Linked DNA regions of Mus musculus: regions 2, 3 and 4 are each linked to region 1. The links are chromatin contacts, called in public Hi-C maps. All regions are on one chromosome and are shown on one strand. Each heading gives the region's core, a stretch centred on a gene start, on an enhancer-like site or on the middle of the called end of the contact. The rest is flanking DNA. Distances are from core to core; before and after follow the strand shown.

The links. A called contact is a pair of places that touch in the nucleus more often than the background predicts.
Region 2: a contact with region 1 is called in a Hi-C map of CD8 T cells, with 4 times the contacts expected there. The contact joins the promoter of Capza2 here to the promoter of Ing3 in region 1. A contact is called at or near these places in 2 of 39 promoter capture datasets (frontonasal cranial neural crest and pre-B cells) and 4 of 484 Hi-C or Micro-C datasets (CD4 T cells, CD8 T cells and rod photoreceptor).
Region 3: a contact with region 1 is called in a Hi-C map of rod photoreceptor, with 6 times the contacts expected there. The contact joins the promoter of Pot1a here to the promoter of Ing3 in region 1. A contact is called at or near these places in 1 of 39 promoter capture datasets (pre-B cells) and 3 of 484 Hi-C or Micro-C datasets (CD4 T cells, CD8 T cells and rod photoreceptor).
Region 4: a contact with region 1 is called in a Hi-C map of CD4 T cells, with 9 times the contacts expected there. The contact joins the promoter of Lsm8 here to the promoter of Ing3 in region 1. A contact is called at or near these places in 2 of 39 promoter capture datasets (cranial neural crest and pre-B cells) and 1 of 484 Hi-C or Micro-C datasets (CD4 T cells).

What each region holds. Positions count from the first base shown.
Region 1 is chr6:21,948,005-21,951,077 of GRCm38.p6, reverse strand. Ing3 (inhibitor of growth family, member 3) reads right to left here and starts at 1,463. Exons shown (of 12, transcript NM_023626.4): 1 at 1,285-1,463; 2 at 969-1,040. The coding sequence starts at 1,312.
Region 2 is chr6:17,635,526-17,638,598 of GRCm38.p6, reverse strand. It overlaps Capza2 (capping protein (actin filament) muscle Z-line, alpha 2), which reads right to left and starts at 1,589. Exons shown (of 10, transcript NM_007604.3): 1 at 1,439-1,589. The coding sequence starts at 1,477.
Region 3 is chr6:25,807,674-25,810,746 of GRCm38.p6, reverse strand. Pot1a (protection of telomeres 1A) reads left to right here and starts at 1,529. Exons shown (of 18, transcript NM_133931.5): 1 at 1,529-1,572.
Region 4 is chr6:18,846,986-18,850,058 of GRCm38.p6, reverse strand. It overlaps Lsm8 (LSM8 homolog, U6 small nuclear RNA associated), which reads right to left and starts at 1,424. Exons shown (of 4, transcript NM_133939.1): 1 at 1,296-1,424; 2 at 393-433. The coding sequence starts at 1,326.

The DNA.
Region 1 (3,073 bases), core at 214-2,713:
TGGAATGTGCTTCGGCAGGTGTTTACTACTGCAACTACCTTAAAGTCAAAGAGAAAAAGCACACCTATTCCAGTCACAGATTTATGAGAGGCTATTGGGCAATGCACCCCAAGAGATGACCCAGAGACTGAGATGAGAAAAGTACAGTCAGGGACAAAAGGTACAGAAATGAGGGGCAGGGGCGGCAGAGGCTCATGAATGAAGAGAACAAGCCCTTAGCAAACTCAAGTTACCTTTGAGCCTCTTCCAGTCTGGCTTTTTCAAAAGAACAAGGTTCATTTTGGAAATAAGTCACATATAAAGCTGCCAAGCACTGACAGAAAAAAAAATCAATGCTAGCAATGCCTGAAAAGCCAAGCACTAGGCAGACAGAAGCAGGAAGATGAGGAGATTAGAGCAAGCCTAGGATTATTATACATATTGAGTGTGAGACCAGCCTGAATGACGTGGTTGTGTTTACAAAACAAGAAACCAGTAGGGAAGCCTATCAAACGTCTACAGTTTTCTAAAGAGCAAGCGGGTGATTTCCTTAAAATCTGATCTCTCTCACTCATTTCTGGCTGAGAAAGTGTCCACGCTGTTCACAGCTCTAAGTGTCTTCCATTAATATGCAACTTGTCAAAGTTCGGCCTTCCGAGTTCACTAGGGTCCCTAGCCTGCCCTTCTATGTCTTTGCTCTGGAGAAATTCGGAATGTAATGAACTTTTAAGTCTGAATGCAGAACTCCAAGTTTCCACATCCAGGCTCGGGTGCAAACCTTCTGAAAATCACGCGAGTTTCCACTGCGGTGCAGTGTCGTCATCTCCATGCAGTACACAAACAACTGTGTTTGCTGTGCCCCGCGTGTTAACGGTACGGTGTGCCCGCCGCCTCCTTGTCACAGCCTGAAAAAAGTAGCGCGGAGGACCCGCCAGGCGATGCCCGAGGGAGGCCGGGGCTGCGCGGGGCCGTGGAGACGCGCCACTTACTCTGCACCTGCAGATCCATCTCGCGCATCTCCGTGAAGCGGTCCCGTAGGTCCATCGGAAGCTGCTCAATCACTGTCAAAGGCACAGTCCGTCAGAGGGCGGGGCCAACGGCGAAGGGACGCGCTGGCGTCACGCGTGTGTGCGTGCGTGCGTGCGTGCGTACGGGAGGGGGGGCGGCTCACAACGAGGCTGCCAGTTACCGTGAGAAAGAAACATCCCCCGCTCCCCCTCCCTCCCGCCATCCCGCCCGCCCGGCCACTCGCGCTCCCGCCCGCCGCCGATCCCGCCCGCCGCGTCGCCGGCGCCGCGCACTCACTTTCCAAATAGTCCTCTAGGTACAACATCGCGGCCCTGACTGTTGCGGGGACGAACGGGTCCAGGGGTTTATTTGTGTCACTCGCTGTCGCCGGAGTTTTGTCCCTTCCAATATGGCGCCTCCGCTAGCAGCACCCGCTCGACTCCGGCAAAGGAAAAAAAAAAAAAAAAAAGCAAAGGAAAAAAAAAAAGGCTCCACTTTGGCGCCTGACGGCGCTTGCCTCACTGCCGCCCGCCGTTGCTATTGGCTGTCTGCAGCGATGACGTCAACCGGCCGGTGCGGATCTCCGCGGTATTCTGGGAAATGTAGTCTTCTTTTTCCCCGAGCGTGGCCATTAGTGAGGGTGTCTCTTGGAGTGGCAACTACAGAAACCACACGCCTGCGCGAAACGGGCACGCCAGAATCCGAAATGCGGTGCCTCTGTTTATTTGTTGATTTCTTACATGGGGGATGACGGGAGTTGTATGCGCCTGCCTGACACAACTAGGAACAACTTTTCACCTGTTCTGGGCGGTGATTCTAAGCCCGCCGTTTGTGAGTCATGGATTTCTGGCTGTGCTAGGCAAATAGCAAAGATTCCAAACGCTAGAATAATCGGCTAAGTTCGGAAAATTCAGGTTGTTTAGAACAGAACTCGCTGCTGGAATTTATCTTCATTATTCACTCCTGATAAATAAATGGGACAAGTGATTGGTGTCCCTGCAACGTTAAGATAATTTATAGTGAGACTGGAGCGAATGTGCATTTCCCAAATTAAAAGACACCCAAAATAGTATTCAGTAGCCAGTTATGTTTTGCGGTGTATCTTGTGTTCATTGTAAAACAACTGTTCAAATGCATCCGCAATAAAGTAAATAAATAGATGAATAAATAACAACCAACCATAAATTATAGTGATTTAATGCATTGCTGGCATATACTAACAATGATTTAAATTTATGTTGGGTAAGTAGCTGGGTTAATGTTTATAGTTCTGGGCAGGCTTTTTTAATAACCCTAGCAAATGTTCACTGGTGGTATAACAAGTGTATCACCGCCCCGTTTCTATCTTAAAAATGCCTTTCATAAAAATTCGTACACTAAATGCTTCTGTGTTTTGGGGAAAATGATCCCTTCTTAGACTATCTGGTGGATTATAACACCACACACCTGTAATCCCCTAAGTGGGAGAATTGAGACAGGAGGATTAGGAGTGTGAGCTTTGGCAACATAGGCAATTAGAAGCCAACCCAGATTATGGAAGACCCTTTCTCATACAAAAGAAAATAAATCAGTATGACACATTTTATTCACTACTCAATATTTTTATGTTACAATTTTATTTACAATGACATACTTGTATTCTCTTTTGTCTTCTTTTAAAGCCATTTTCTTATTACTTGAATGTTAAATATATTTAGTCTACACCTGTTTAATTTAAATTTTGTACTAAAACTATTTATCTGTTTGTGCTCTTTGTTCAAAAGCAGCCACGTTTGTTTACAGTGCCTAATTTCATCTGTGTTGGGGTTTTTAACTCTGAATTCACTTTTCCAGGGTTATAAATATAGAGAAATTTCACTGCTGGAGTTAAAATCGAGTTTTGCTAGAGAATATTAGCATTTGACTCTGCAACTTTGCTGCAAGACACCATCAAACTTAGGGTCAAATTAAGTTATGTAGTTGAGGTTTATTCTATTGCACCGATAGATTGAATTGGAACCTGTAATGAAAATACTTCATTATATACTCTCAAGGGAGACTTTTTCTTCCTTATTGGCCTCTTAAGTCCAAGACAAGCATGTTTTCT
Region 2 (3,073 bases), core at 340-2,839, 4.3 Mb after region 1:
CCACCCTAACAATTCTCTTCTCACTATCTTCCAAGCCAATTGAGCTCCTCCTAATAATTATATGAAAGTACACAAAACATGAAAAAAATCGCTTCAAGAACTTTGAATCTGAAACGCTATTTTTCTTGTAATGCGCTGGTATATTTTCAATAAATAGCTTTAAACTATTCAATGCTACAAATGTAAACACTGTACAGCAACTTTTAGCGACTTAGGGTCTAATTCTGTGAATTAAAGTAAGGTATGCTTGTCCCCATTTTGTTAAGTTATCACCATTTCATCCAAGGGCACAAACGAGAAAGCCAGAACACTTCCAAAACCATAAAAGAGGCTGAGTTCTGAACAACCAAAGAGAAAGAGAACACTAATTCTGGTGCAGTATAAAAGGAGAGGGTCCCAACTGAAAATATCCTTAGTGTTTCTCTAACACCCTACTAGAACTGAGTTCTGTTTCCCACATGGGTGTACTTCATTTGGAACTTAAAAACAAGCTAAGATCAGACATTTCCAAAGGGCAGCACACTCATATGTCAGTTAAGTCTAAGTTTGAAAAAAACGTCCCGGTCTTTTCCAGAAAATACTCAAAACGTATGGCGTTCCCCCTCACACTACTTGCCCCTTGGTACGCGGTCTCCTCAGTCGCCAAAGAAAATGGGCAAGAGCCTTAGTTCAATGATCAGATTTCGTATCACAAATGTGAGAACTTGAGTCGTGCATTTGGTCCTAATGCTGTCACAGCATTTAACACACAGTAAAAGGAGTTGCACCCGCTCGCCCTCTTCAGAGTTGGTCCTATCAGGAAGATGGGATGTCACCAAATCTGCCCCAAGAGGGGGAAGCAGCCAAGTTGGGCAGAAAATAACTATGGGAGGGAGGGGTGTCTTTGTGAACAATACTGCCTTCCGGGGAACATGGGAGCAGCAATTAAAAAAAAAAAAAAGGTAATGACAATATTAATAAAAGAAATAGATGGCGGGGGGTGGGGGGGAAGGGGCGGGATGTGGAGACGGCGACCTCCGGAGGGAAGGAAACACCCTGGGGAACCAGGAAGCACTTCGCGTTGGGGAGGAGAAACTGCAGGAAAAAGTGAGGGTCGGCTATGCCGTCTTCCCCGCCCGCCCGCCTCACGGCGAAAGCCCCAGGCCAGGCGGCGCCGCTCCGCCGTCGGCCGCTCCCGAGCCCGGACCCCCAGGGCCGGGTCCCGCCGCCCCCGCTCCCGCCCGCGGCCGCCGGGCTCCGCTTCCTATTTTCGGAGCACACACCCTACAAGGAGCGGAGGGGCCCGGCCTCGGGGAGCCCGGGCAGCACCCCGCTCGGGAAGCGCAGGCGTGCGGCCCACCACCGGAGCCCGCCCGGGGTCAGACTCCGGCCCTCGCGCCTCGGCACTCACCTCTCCCGCCCTCCCGCCCGCCCGGCTCCTCACCGCCGCGGCACCTACCTTCTCCTCATCGGACAACTGCTCCTCCAGATCCGCCATCTTCCTTCTGGCGACAGACCGTGGCGCTGGTGGCAGCAGCGGCCACCTGACTTCCCCCTTTCCGAGCGGTCTTCCGCGCCGCGCGCCCCCGCCAAGGGAGGGGCCCCGCCGCCCAGGCCGCCGCGCACGCGCCCCGGAGCTCCGCCTCCCGGGAGCCGAGCCACTGCGCACACGCCTGGGAGCTCCGCCTCCTCAGCCTAGGCCGCCGCGCACGCGCCCCCGGAGCTCCGCCTCCCTCCCCCTGAGCGCCGGCCTGAGCGCCGCTGTGCGCGTGCGCAGCGCCTCCAAAGTGGGATTGCTATGGTTATCTTCTGTCATCCTGCTCTGTCTGGTGCCTTCTCTAGTCAACGATGACCATATGGACCCGGTTGGCGATGAGTACATTCTGAGCCCATGACTTTGTTCCCACCAAGTCCTGAACGCTGCCAGCTAAAATGTGAAAAGCTGTACCAATTTAAAACATTTTTAAGTATTAGGAAAAATACTGTTTTAATTGAAATAGGCACACACAATCCAGTCCATAATTGAAAGATTACTTTTGATATATTCATTTATTCATCCGAAAAACATTTATTGGTCTTTTATGATAGGAAGACTATTTTGCTAGTTCTTAGGAATAAGAAATGTAGATTTAAAAACCCAAACAAACAAAAATCCCAAAGAAAATGCTCTTAAGCTCACCTCTATTAATTAGACATTGAGTTAGGGAAGGCATTGTACTCCTGGAAAGTAAAAAAAAAAGAAAAAAAAGTTAAGTTAGCCTTGGATCTGTACCCTCATGAACTGGCTGTCCAAACTACTTACAGGTCATCCAGTAGAAATTTCAATTTCATACAACCAATTTTTAAGGTAAATGTCCCATGAAGGATTTAAAGCATTCTAAAACCATTATTTATTATTTTCAAATTTTACTGGATGTCTCCTACTTTTATTTGCTAAATCTGGCAACTCTACTACTGAAGCTTCAAGTTAAAGAAAAGGGGGGGGGGTGGAAGGTTGAAGTCAAAGCTGACACAGGAAGCAGCTGGAAATGTTGATAAAATTGAGTTGCTAGTTCAGCAGGCCTGAGCAAACCAGAGAATCTATATTTCTTACAAGCTCCCAGGAAGGAGGAGTGCTACTCGTCTGAAAACCACACTTTGTTTTTACCAAGGACTAAGAGTTTAGTTAGTAGTTAAGACTTCAATAATTAGAAAGTGAGAAGCTCTTGAGGGCATTTGGACAGTGTCACGACATGAACCGAACATGCTCAGCGGTGTCAATCTGACAGCTGTGTGTAAATGACAGGTAAGAGGACCCTAAAGAGCTCAAATAGCTATCTGGGTCCAAGAACACTATCATTAAGTGACTTACTAAAGTGTTCGTTTGCAGAGAGCAGGAAGAGGAAGCTGACATGTGCGGGAACTGAAAGTGTCCAGTTGAAGACAAACCCGTGGAGACAGCATGCAAGTTAACAAAGAACAGTGTCTGACCAAACCCCTCAGGAGCTACAAGTCAATATCAGTTCCCTCTTTTATAGTTCCTAAATCCTTGCTTTATTTATTGCTCCCTGCCATTGTAAGTGTAAGTATTACTGTTCGTCCAAACCAAAGCTCA
Region 3 (3,073 bases), core at 280-2,779, 3.9 Mb before region 1:
CAGTGCTTTTGGACTTAGTAAAAAACTTCTTGAGACTAAGTATCTCCTTTTGGCTTAGCAACACAGAGTATTCCTGTTTTAGTTAAGGAACATTTCCATGTAATCAGCTGGGGGTTTGGGAAGGATGGAAAGGCTGATGTTAAAGGTAAGAAAAGAAACATGTTTTTCCCTGGAGTATTGTTCATCCAATGAATATTTAGCTCCTAAAGCTAGCAGCCATTATATACAGTCTTGGCTGTAAAATAGAACCGTTATCCCTGCTCCTAGTAAACTTCAAATGTAGAAGAATGTGTTTAAATACTGAGAGAAAGTAATGAGGAGAACATGACCATGCACTAGGAGGATAGACGGGATTTGACTGTGGTGGAAGTGAATGTGGCACCAACTGGGTATAGGCTTTGTCTGAAGTCAGACACAGATCAGATGGGGGATTAATTCTGAAGCGAAAGCAACGCTTTGTGAAAAACACAAGTACAGCAGCTTATTTAACAGACCGGGAATTCGTAAAACAACAATTGTGCATTTCACTCAGAAAAAGGGTTGTTCTTCCTGGGAAAGGGGGACTTTGTTCACAAGCCACTTGAAATAAGCTTCAAAGTATGCTTATGTTTGTTCCTCCCACTCCCGAAGAATGTTAACCCGTTATTATAATGAAGCTATCACCAGCAATAACGGTTCTCTTGACCAGTATGTCACCAGTTTGGTTGATGGTTCTTGTTAATTTCTCTGATTCCCTGCTTGCTTATTGCCAAAGTTGCTGCCTCCAGGACCTCAGCTGGAGTTAGAAGAATCTTCCGGTTCCCTGCTCTCAACCAAAGTGCACAGGATCCAAAATCCATACAGTGGCTAAACTTAGCGGATAAATAGTATTTCACAACTGTGTGAAGTGACTAACAGTATGGATCTGGGCCTTATTATACTCCTCTAATGGGCAGTCCTTGAATTCCACTTTAGTTGTTATTCCTGGTTCACTTATATTTTATGAACACGGGGAGTGGGGAAAGAGAAGAAAGCTTTAGAAAATAATGGCAAGGTTCTTCAGTTTACCTGAAAATACCCCAGATGTCACCAAAGTGCTATAAAACAAATAACATCATCACCATCATGTATTTATAGCCTTGGAAAAGTCGTATTTGAATGTTTAACTTAGAATAAAAGCTTTAGCGTCAGGGGCTTCCAGTCGACAGAATGGAATCTGGAACCAGCCTGGTTTAGAATAGAGTTCTCACTTGCTACAGGATTTAAGACTCTTATTTTGGATTGTGTGGCTAGCCTTTAATGGCTGATCCTAAACTGGTCCGGCTCGCCCTGCAGGCTGGGGATTGTCTCCTTTGGGCAACCGGAAATCCGCGTGAGCCAAGGAGCGGAGGGGCAAGCAGCCTTGGTGGCTGAGACACAGCTTGCTGTGGCTCCGCCCTCTTCTTCCTCTTCTTGTTTACCCGGGAGTTCCCGGCCAGCCACACTGCAATTCTAGCGGAGTACGCATGCGTGAACTAAGCTGCTCGCGCCCGCGCGCGTGCATGACGTCACAGGCGCCTAGGTCCAGACTTTAGTTGTCCGCGGGTTTTGCTGGTGAGTGAATTTGGGGAGGTTTGGGTTTCGCTGCGGGCCGACCCTGGGTAAATATAACGAGGACTCTTCACTGCAAAATTTGGTGCAGATTTGCAGAAATGCTGTTACACGTACTGTTAGTGTTGACCGATCCCTATCGGGAAGAGACGTGAACAGATCCAAGTCCTCCCTCATGCTGCTGAGTGTTTTGGGGACGGTTGGTCTCTATTCGTTAAGCAGCGATGCTATTGAGTAGCCCAGGCAAGGAGTTTGAGAAGTTTCAACCTAGAGTTCACAGATTAACATCAATTGCAAGTTTCTCTTAGGATATTTACGAGTTTGAGGGAGGAGGCAACCAATGCCAGTTTTGAAATCAGGAAGCTTTTTGGTACAGTGTGCGTACACAATATTTTCATTGACAAAGGGGTTAAAGAATAAAACCCGTGCTTATCTCCCGCCCCCACGTCCAACATTTTAAGATACCAAGGTGAAGTTGGTGAAATTGTAACATCTAAAATCTTAGAAGTTTTTTAAATACAAAAGCTAAGTGGAAATCCAGCTAAGAAGGTTGTTAACTCAGAAAACATTTTCCTCCGAGAAGGAATACCCATACTTTATATTTCGTATCTTTGTAAGAGATTGGTTTTTATTTTTACAGTTACAACTGAGACTGAATATATCAGTTTACAGTTTTCCAGCAGTCACATAACGAGCATATTATTTTATGATACAATGGAAAACGTTTCTAAGGTCCAAGATAAATATATCTGACCATTATTAATTCCAATTAGTAATGTGTAGCAGTATGATATGTGAACATGAGATAGCTTTTTGGTTTCATATGTTAGATTAAGAAATTAAAACTGAGACTTTCAGTGTGACACAGTGTATTTAACCTTTTTGACAGTCGTGTATGCTGAAGAATTTGGATGCTGTTGTAAAACTGTTAATTTCATACTAGATGTTAGCAGGAGAAAGACATATAGAGGAACCTCCTCTGCCTCCTGTACAAAGAATATATAGGATATAGAAAGCTTAAAGGGAGAAAATCCAATTAGGTAAGGACAGCAATGAATGTAAGAGTTGATAAAGATTTGAATTAGTGATAGAAAGGTTAGGAAAAAATAGTCATTTAATGCTAAGTGAACAGTACAATTTAGTATTTTTTTTCTGTTGTATGGCATTTTGGTGTTGTGTGTATGTTAGTTTGTTTAATTATCACAAAGACTTGTGACATTGATGCTTTATAGCTTACCTATATAGACAAAGGTGCTGTATTTCAGAAAGGTTAAGTAATTTTCCTGAGATCAGATAGCTAATAGATGGCAGAGATGGTATTTGAATTTAGACAGCCTGTTTCAGACATGATGAGATAAAATGCAGAACAATTAGAATAGAGGGTCAGTGAGTTCAGGAAACTTAACTGTTTTAAATTCTCAACTATGCTGGGCAAGAGGAGAGGAGACACAGTCTTGTGCCCAGAGTTCAGGTTTGGATATTGGAGAGAGCTGTCTCGGGCTAT
Region 4 (3,073 bases), core at 175-2,674, 3.1 Mb after region 1:
GAAGTTTCCAAAACCATTTATTATTTTTGGAAGAACAATGAAATCACTGAAGACACACTTCTCAGATTAAATCACCTCGTCGATAAGCAATTTATTGGGGCATACACATAATATGTAAATCGTTTAAGGTCTCTAATGGCATAAGGAAGAGACACAAGAAGAAAACCAATCAGCTATTGCACAGCTCTCCATTTCAGATCAGAGGCCTTCAAGGTTGATTAGAGAATCTGTACAGGTAGCCAAGAGACTAAGGTTAAATGGATGAATCAATGGGTGAATCATAAGAGCAGTGAACTAGGTGTGCTGTGGTGCCTGAACACTAGGCCAGAAATGTTACCTCAAATTTGCAATCAATAAGCCTAAGGAAAGAGAAAAACGGAAATGTCACTCACCACAATCATTCTGCCATCAGAAGTAATAACAGCCACAGTCCCTGAGAACCGAGTCAAGGAACGTATTTCTTAAAGAATACAACCTGAAAACTTTCAGCCTGGAAAGAGTTCCAATTACTTAAAAAGGAAAGAAGAGACAGAATCAAGATTCCACACTGCCACTGCTCTTGAGGGAGAAAACTGAAGTTTTTAAACTTGTTTCAATTGTACCTCGAAAACAGTTCATCACATGGGAGAAGGGTATGTGACCGCTTGACTCTGGTTTAAACAGCAGTGTTTCCAACCTATGACACTGAGTCAGGCAGACTCATTTCTTAAGCTTTAAAATAAAAACTAGGTGAGTGCTAATTAATGTTGAATTACTTTATGCAAGTAAAGGACCTTCTCATCCAAGACTCTGTCATAATTAATGCCATCAAGTACCAATAATTCTTGTATCATTAAAAGCTCTCTGTATTTAACTATGTGTCTTAGGTTTTGCCCCGACTTTAGAACAGCAATTCTAACTTAAAAAATTCAACCGGGCTTTTAAAAGCTACTCGCCACTCTCTAAACACCATGACAAGATTTCAAGCAGAGGTATGGGACCTGAAGCCCAAATCTGAGAAGCATCTATCTGTTGTATGCTATCTCTGCTTGGGGGACCTGCAAACGCAGAGTTCTTAGGAAAACAGTGCATCTTATTCCGGATGTTGGGACACACGATCAAAGGCCGTGTGCAGAGAAGTTCGAACTACACCGAGATCTGTGCTGTGGGTGCAAAAAGCCCCGAGGCCGGCCGGGAGCTCCCTCCACGAACCCCGACCCCGGGTCCTCCGCCCACCGCCCACCACTCCGGGCCTCCCGTGCTCCCTCCCGCCCCCGCCGCCGCCTGAGCGGTCGCAGCAGCCCGCCGGAGGATACGGTTGATGTAGTTCTCCAAAGCAGACGTCATGCTGCTGGGCCCGGAGGTCCCGGGAATCTGCGAGGGCTCGGCAACGAGGAGACAAAACACCGCCCGACAGAAACCCGGACAGCTTCGCGCCCGCTGGCGAACGCAAAGACCGCGAGACTCTGAGGCCTCAGCGGCGACGAATCAGGGACGGAAAGGAGCCGGCCAAACAGGAAGCCGGGCGGGGCTGACTAGTGGGCATGCGCAGTGTGTTTCCGCCGGGCTTCTGGGCGGCGCTCGCACGCCGAGACCAAGGCGGGGACAGGCAGTTTATGGAGAGGTCACTGAAGGTGGGCTGGAAGGAGAGCCTGGAAGGAGGCTCTAGCGGACGGGAAGACACTGTGGTAGTTACTAAAGGTAGTGTGGGAAGACACTTTCTGCCGGAAGACACACGACATGAAGATGGTAGCATTGGCTACTGAAGGAGAGAGATTCTTTGTTCTCATAGGCGACATAGATGCAGGGTGGAGGGAGTTCTAGCTTTCTCACGCGTGAGCCAGAAAAGTTTAAAAAGCCAAATAGCCCAGTACAAAGGGAGCATATTGTAGCTCCATGATGTGCATTTTCGGAGAATCCAACTGTATACAGAATGTTAGTGTTGAAGAATGAAAAATTACTGGCCTCTTGTAAGAACATGAACTTTTTACCTCGGAGCCCACCCCCTCCCATCTAGAAAACATTTTTGAGATAAAGGCTTCCTGGAACAACCTCAAAATGAACCAGGTACTCCTTAGTTACGTAGGTTCCTTGATAGGACATGACTCCTTAGTTACATAGATTCCTTTGGCAGAACTCCCTAGTGATGTAAACTTGTACTTTCCCTGCCCAGTTCTCCCCCTTTGAGTTTTACTATATAAGCCTGTGAAAAATTTTGGCTGACCGTCGAGACTCCTCTACCCTGTGCAAAGGTGTATGAGTTTCGACCCCAGAGCTCTGTGTGCTTTCTGTTGCTGCTTTATTTCGACCCCAGAGCTCTGGTCTGTGTGCTTTCATGTTGTTGCTACTTTATTAAATCTTACCTTCTACATTTTATGTATGGTCTCAGTGTCTTCTTGGGTACGCGGCTGTCCCGGGACTTAAGTGTCTGAGGGAGGGTCTCCCTTCGAGGGTCTTTCATTTGGTGCATTGGCCGGGAAACAGCGCGACCACCCAGAGGTCCTAGACCCACTTAGAGGTAAGATTCTTTGTTCTGCTTTGGTCTGATGTCTGTGTTCTGATGTCTGTGTTCTGTTTCTAAGTTTGGTGCGATCGCAGTTTCAGTTTTGCGGATGCTCAGTGAGACCGCACTCCGAGAGGGAGTGCGGGGTGGATAAGGATAGACGTGTCCAGGTGTCCACCGTCCGTTCACCCTGGGAGACGTCCTAGGAGGAACAGGGGAGGATCAGGGACGCCTGGTGGACCCCTCTGAAGGCCAAGAGACCATTTGGGGTTGCGAGATCGTGGGTTCGAGTCCCACCTCGTGCCCAGTTGCGAGATCGTGGGTTCGAGTCCCACCTCGTGTTTTGTTGCGAGATCGTGGGTTTGAGTCCCACCTCGCACCTTGTTGCGAGACCGTGGGTTCGAGTCCCACCTCGCGTCTGGTCACGGGATCGTGGGTTCGAGTCCCACCTCGTGCAGAGGGTCTCAATTGGCCGGCCTTGGAGAGGCCATCTGATTCTTCTGGTTTCTTTTTTTTTGTCTTAGTCTCGTGTCCGCTCTTGTTGTGACTACTGTTTTTCTAGAAATGGGACAATCTGTGTTCACTCCCCTT